Linked DNA regions of Rattus norvegicus: region 1 is linked to region 2. The links are chromatin contacts, called in public Hi-C maps. All regions are on one chromosome and are shown on one strand. The core of a region is the stretch at or near the end of the contact, and the rest is flanking DNA. Distances in the headings are between cores, read along the strand shown.

Region 1 (3,063 bases), core at 491-2,990, 47 kb after region 2:
CCCAGCGAAGCTAAGTCCACTTTCCATAAGACCAGGCCTCATCCCCAGGTGGGTTCACAACCCCTTATCTGGAAAAAAAGCGATTTGCTGGTATTGTCAAGTTCAAAGTCGACCTCCACTGCCACCTAGTCCCTGCCCTCCCTGTCTGTCTTCTTTCATTTTCAGTGCCTCGAGGGCCCAAGAGTCTACTGCTGCTCTGCCACTCACGCTAGGACATTGGCCCCATGTAGGCCTGTGAAACTTGTACCCTCCTGGACGGTACAAGTGCCCCCATGCCAGCAGACGGCAGGGATAGCCTGGTCTTGAAGGCTGCTGGCCCTGTGTTGTTTGACAAGGGCGGTTTGAAAGCTGCCTTCCACATACCCACTGTCCCGAAATCTAGTCTTCTTTATAGTTAGCCCCGCTTCTCCTCCTGCCCCCATCCTAGTAGCTGCCCCTAACTCGGCTAACTCTCTCATCTGAGCCCTGAACTGGCCACTGCCTCCCCTCCAACTAGACCCAAGCCCCGGCCCTCCTTGTCACTAACTCCTGCAGGTGGAGGCCCCAACTTTGGTTTTATAGTCTTGTGTCGCGTCACCCGAACATTGCTAAACGGAACGATTCCTCCACGGACACTTAAAAAAAAAAGTTCCTCCCCGACCTAGCCAAAGGAGCCCACGAGGGGCGGGTCATGGCCTCCATCAACGGCCACTCCCTCAGATTGCTCAACGATCCTTTTCTCCTTGGCGGTGTGTCATGGGATGAAAAACACAACTGAAAATGACACTTGGGAGGTGAATACCACCAGGGATAAGTCCCCTTTGCGGCTGGGGTGGGCAGACGTGACCGCTTCCAGAAGGGTAGGGTCGGCTGTTGGGGGGTAGGGCCACATCAACTGGCTGGGCAGAAAGGAAAAGTACACGGGTCGCCTCAGGTCACCACGCCCCGATGAGGCTCGAAAGTAGGGCCGGCAGAGCGCCTGGAAAATTCCACCGAGTGGCGGAGGGATCTCTGCGGTGGTGAGTCAGGCATGGGGGGTGGGGAGGGCCGGAGCGCATGACTTCTCGGGCGTTGCCACTGCTTGCTGCGGGAGGGAGGGGATGACGTCAGTGCGAGCAGCCGCAGGGTGGGGGTGGGGAAGAATTAGCCCAGCAGCTTGGGTGGAATGCTTAATTGGGTCTGAGGTTAATCTATGCGGGAAAGGTGGTTGGTTGCAAGCTATAGAATGAGTGTGCGTATGTAATGTGTATGATTGAAGAGCGCGCAACACAGATAAGTTGTTTTTTCAAATCATTTTGCTTTTGGGTGTGGTATGGTGAGAAAAATATTTTTAAGCTGCATTTCTCTTTGACAGTTTATGATGGAATCCAGGGAGTGGGTTTAATGACTACTGGGGGAGCCAGGCTGCCTGTCCACTTGGGGTGGGGTTCAGGCCAGGTCCAAAAGCAGACCTTGTCCACTAAACAAGGGTTTAGTGTGGGTTTTGAAAAAGGAAACTGTCGCCACCCATGCCAGTGAGGAGCCAGGACAGTCTGAAACCCACTCCCCGCCCCCCGCCCGCCAAGAGGCATCTCGGCTCTTCTGCCACCTGCCTCCACACACCCCAAAATAAAAAAAAAAAAATCTGGAAGGCCAGCTCAAGTAAGCAAAATGAAAAGGGCAGCTGGCAGAATTACTGCCCGGAAGTCTCCTCCCAGCTCAACACCCACACTACAAACAAAACCACCCTGTGACAACAGGCTCCCTTAGCAACCGGAGGAGGAAAGGAGGGGGTTGTTCTCCTGCCTCTAGCATATGGAATCTGAAGGCAAGGCCAGGCCTCGCCTGCACCCTCCTCCCGTTCCCGGAAAACTGGTGACTCTCTCTCATATGACCAGCAGTACTGAGGGTGATTATGTGGCAAGCGCTGGCTTGTTCGCTGGTTCTTATGCCCCGTAGATTTCTACCCCTCACTCTTCTCCAAGGGCTGACCTAGCCACCTTTTATTTATCTTCCTTTTTTTTTTTTTTTTGAATTCTAGAAAGGGTCTCATAATTGTCCCATACTGGGCTGTACATCTTGGCAATCCTCCTGCCTCAACTTCTAGTGCTGGGATTACATTTACCATTGTGTCTGCCTTTGTCCCCTCTGGTGTAATGTTCCCTGGCATCAGTTCCAGGCGTGGGTGGTGGGTGGTGGTGACGGCCTGCAAGAACAGGGAGTTGCTTGTCAAAATGTTCTAGAAAGCCAGGGGGCGGCTATGAAACCAAGCCGGAGGGGGAGGCTTCCCTGTGGCTTCGCTGGCCTAGACCGTGGAGTCAGTCTTTTTCTTTCTGCCTTTGAGGTGCTTGGGCAATTGTTCAATCACCCTCAGAGCCGATGGTGTTTTCTTTACCTCTGATCTCAAAATTTCCCTTACATATCATTCCTCGGTCCCAGGGACAGCTTTTGAGACTTCTTTTTTTCTTTTTCTTTTAATTAGTAGGAGTAGAGTTCATTGGTGCCACCTAGGGCTGTGTGAAACTGGGCTGCTTGGTCTTGGGCAAATGAAGCATTCCTGTGCTAGCGACCCGGTGACTGTCCCCATTCCTCAAGGGCAATATGGCAGTGTCAGGGGTTCCTGGTTTTCAAGGACAGTTTTCCTTGGGAACAGTGTTTTTGAGGGAGGAGGTGAGAGGGAACAGTGTTTTTGGGGGCTGTGTCCACCTTTTGTTGGTGTCCGTACACCAAGCTCTCTTCCTCCACAGATGACCTCCACCCTGCTGAAGGACAAGGGCAGAGCAACTTCCCCAATGGAGCTGTTTCCTGGAGATGGCTGTAAACAAGGCTGTGGGTGGGGCTGAAGGTGACTCCATCTGAGCTTGCCCTGTGTCTGTGGCAAGTCCCTTCCCAGCCAGCTATGGGATTCTGGGATGGAGGGGAAAGAGCAAAATGGGGTCTCTTTGTAATATCCCATGGTCCTTGGTGGGGGCCCACTCTCCAATATCCTTCTCAAGGACGTGGGCAGCCCCCACTGGCCTTGTCATCCTCTTTGGAAGTCAGCTCAGTCCTGTTGTTTTCAAACACAGGCAGACTCAGGGTTTCCTACAAAAACTCTTGGAATAG
Region 2 (3,117 bases), core at 188-2,687:
ATTGACATGCTGGTCTAGGAGCCGCTATCTATTCTCTCCACAACGCAATGCCTGCTCGCCTCCTCCGCGTTGACAAGCCAAGACGCCAGCTAGCTTCATCACCAACTCGAACTGGCTCCACCTTCCCGGAATCCTCTTTTCTAGCTTCACCACATCATTTCGGCTCCTTCTTCCTAGCTTCCTCCAACGAACCGCACTGTTTCCTGGGCTATCTTCACCATGACCTGCTGCTGCTGGCTGCTCAGTCCTTCCTAGCTTCACCAAACTGGCTTCGGGACTCCTGTCTTCCTAGGTTCACTGAATCCACTTCTGTGTAGACCTTGGTCGGCTGCCAATGCTAGTCGTTAACACTTTTAAAGCACCTCAGCTCAAGTCCAATGCAAAATGCTGACAATCTTGAAATTGTTATCAAAAGTCCTTTTGTTCTCAAAACAAAATTAAGCTACAAGTTAAGGCTTCTAATATTCTTCTAACTTTTCAAACGCATTCTGCCTTTTTAATTACTTCAGTTGTAGCTTTGACTGCTAGCTTCACTCTTGTAAAATGGCTGTCTACAGACACTTCTAAACTGCTGGGCTCCATCAGAAACTTGAATTTATGGCTTTAAAAATAATTTCCTTCTGACTTTATTTCTGAGATTTAACCTTATCCAACCTTTTGGTCTTGATCTTATCTTCTTTGCCTATCTTGAATGCTGGCATCCAAAGTTGTCTGAACTTCCTTTTGTCTTTCTATCTTGCTTTTTTTCTATCTTCTAGTTTTCTTCCTACCTGTGTGTTTAAATACCTTTTCTGTCTTCTAATGATTCTTCGGTCTTCTATTTTCCTATCTTCTCTACAGCTTTTCTTCACCTTCCTGAACTTGTCTTCATTTTTCCACTTCCATTTTCTAATCTTCTTTCTCAAAATACTAACCCTACCACTTCCATTCCCCGTTTCCAACTCATGCCTTCGTACATGCGACAGTCGACTCTTATAACGGCCCTTCAACTTACTTTTTTCAATCTTTTTAAACTACATCTCATTTTCAAACTATTATCTACAACTTTACAATTTTAAAAAGCCATTTAGATTCTGTTTAGGTAACCTTCGTTTAAAAGTACACCTAACAAGGCTGACCCTCAAGCTAGAACCTTTGAAACTCCACAATTGCTCCCTTTTACAATCTTCTAAACTACTCTGAATAAACGCCTCAGGTCAGCCTCCATCTGGTGGTACAAAAATTTTTCTCTTTTCCTTTTTCAAATTGTTTAAATAAACCTCCATACTTTTCTTTTAAAATCTTAATATTAAAATATTATTATCTCAGTAAGCTACTCTATTAAGTTTAGAGTTCTAGTTTCCTTTTAAATCTTTTTAAATAGAAACTTATCTGCGAATGCCTCAGGCTGAGTCTCCTGCCTCACCAGGTGCCTGTGCTCGCTGCCTGAATGCCTGACGCAAGGCTCGGAGCTCCCTTTTTATTGCGAAGGGACACGTCACTCCACCGGAACCTAGTAACCCTCCACCGCCTCGGTGAAGGAAGAAAAATAGTTCCTCAGAGAGTTAAAAATAGAGCCCTACTTCCAAGTTTCTAGATTTTTCCTGATGGTGCGTGGGCCTCGGGACCTTGCTAATACAGAGAAATATTAAAGTTGTACCAGCAAGTACAAATAGTTTAAAAGTTTGAGTCACAAGATGAAAAACATGACTAACACAGTTTCCTTTATTTTGTGACTCCCGGAGCGGCAGCCATTTTCATAAACAAAATGGAGGTTTCTCGAAAATGACCTGGCCCTGCGAGTTGTTCCTGAGGTGATAGCACTTTGCTTAGTACTGGCTTAGGCTCGGGATGCTGAGAACATCCACCTGTAGGACGATCTGCAGTCCCCGGCTGCCCACGAGAACTTTATTCTGAGCCTTGGTTAACGAGTGCTTTGGTGCTTGCAAACGTCAGCCATTTAGGCTGCCAGGTCCTCGTTCCAAACTAGCAAAGCCCAGCAGACGACCCCTGACCCAAGGCTGTGGTGCCATGATCTCAGGCTAGCAAAGCGACGGTCGCTGCTTGTGAGGACACAGTGACCTTGGCGGCCATGCGGAGCACAACCCCCACAGCCCCACAGTGGCTGGGTTTCGAGATGTACACTACTTTAGGCTTCCTGTTCTCATGCCTTTCTACAATTACGACGTACAGGAAAGGACGTCCCTAGAAATTAAAGATTTTTTCTTTCTCCAGAGGACCATGGCGAAAGGATCACCAGGCGCAGAGAAGCGGCCCGCGAGGGAGACGGCGGGAAGGAACGCGAATGCCACAGGGACAAGGGGGGTGGGGGTGGGGGGCGGGGGTGGGGACGCGCAAGGATACGCAGGTCGTGAGTCGCCGCCTCCCTTTGTGAAGCGCAGAATCGGGAGCGGGCGGCCGGTCGGGCGCGGCCGGTTCTAACCGGTTCCAGCCGGTCTAGGCAAAGTTGTTGCCGCAGAGCTTCGCTGCGCAGGCGCGCCCCGCCCCGCCCCCAGCGCCTGGATCTAGGTGCGGGAATGACTGGTGTGGGGGCAGGGCGGCTGCCGGTGGCTGTGCTGCCGTTTCCTGGTCGTCCCTTAATGCAACCTACGGGGCCCACTGAGCTGGCTTTTTTTTGGTGTCTATGTCATCCATTAAGTATTACCATACATACTTTGAATGCTTCTACGTTTACTCTATATTCTAGAATTTTCAAGGGAAGCGAGTCTCGGGTTGATCCTGTAACCTGGAGGCTATAACCTCTGTTTTTAGAGAAGCCAGGGGAGTCATGTGAAACAGCGCTCCGGGGCACACAGAAGTCCAGAGCTAGCAATCACAAGACTGGCTGGCGGCACCGACTCCCCAGATCTACGTTCCAGGACCTGCAAATAGGGAGGCTTTAAGAGGATATGGTCAGTAATAACATGAAATTACACGAATACTCTATTCCTAAAACTAAAGGAGAGAGGCCCCCTTATATTGAGGTGGGGCTCTAACCATGGCCAGTTTAAACTCGCTCGCTCACTTGCTTATTTATTTTTCCTGAGACAAGGTTTATCTGTGTAGCCTTGGCTATCCTAGAACCCACTCTGTCGACCAGGCTGGCCTCGAACTCAGGTCCTTATCCAAGTACTGGGA

The links. A called contact is a pair of places that touch in the nucleus more often than the background predicts.
Region 1: a contact with region 2 is called in a Hi-C map of liver, with 3 times the contacts expected there. The contact joins two enhancer-like sites. A contact is called at or near these places in 12 of 12 Hi-C or Micro-C datasets (the A7r5 cell line, the Rat2 cell line, Schwann cells and 7 more) and 1 of 1 datasets of contacts at active chromatin or transcription factors (oligodendrocytes).

What each region holds. Positions count from the first base shown.
Region 1 is chr1:212,563,096-212,566,158 of GRCr8, forward strand. It overlaps LOC120097382 (a long non-coding RNA gene), which reads left to right. Exons shown (of 5, transcript XR_010061180.1): 3 at 1-773; 4 at 914-998; 5 at 2,706-3,063. Among named protein-coding and RNA genes, the nearest start is that of Frmd8, 29 kb to the right of the region's middle. Within about 2 kb of position 1,741, at least 85 of the 93 cell types and tissues checked have an H3K27ac peak or open chromatin away from gene starts, as enhancers often do. A contact at or near this core is called in Schwann cells and liver, where this site is marked.
Region 2 is chr1:212,516,589-212,519,705 of GRCr8, forward strand. LOC120097382 (a long non-coding RNA gene) reads left to right here. Exons shown (of 5, transcript XR_010061180.1): 1 at 1-2,891. It overlaps LOC120097381 (a long non-coding RNA gene), which reads right to left. Exons shown (of 2, transcript XR_005494725.2): 2 at 718-3,117. Among named protein-coding and RNA genes, the nearest start is that of Scyl1, 29 kb to the left of the region's middle. Within about 2 kb of position 1,438, at least 46 of the 93 cell types and tissues checked have an H3K27ac peak or open chromatin away from gene starts, as enhancers often do. A contact at or near this core is called in Schwann cells and liver, where this site is marked.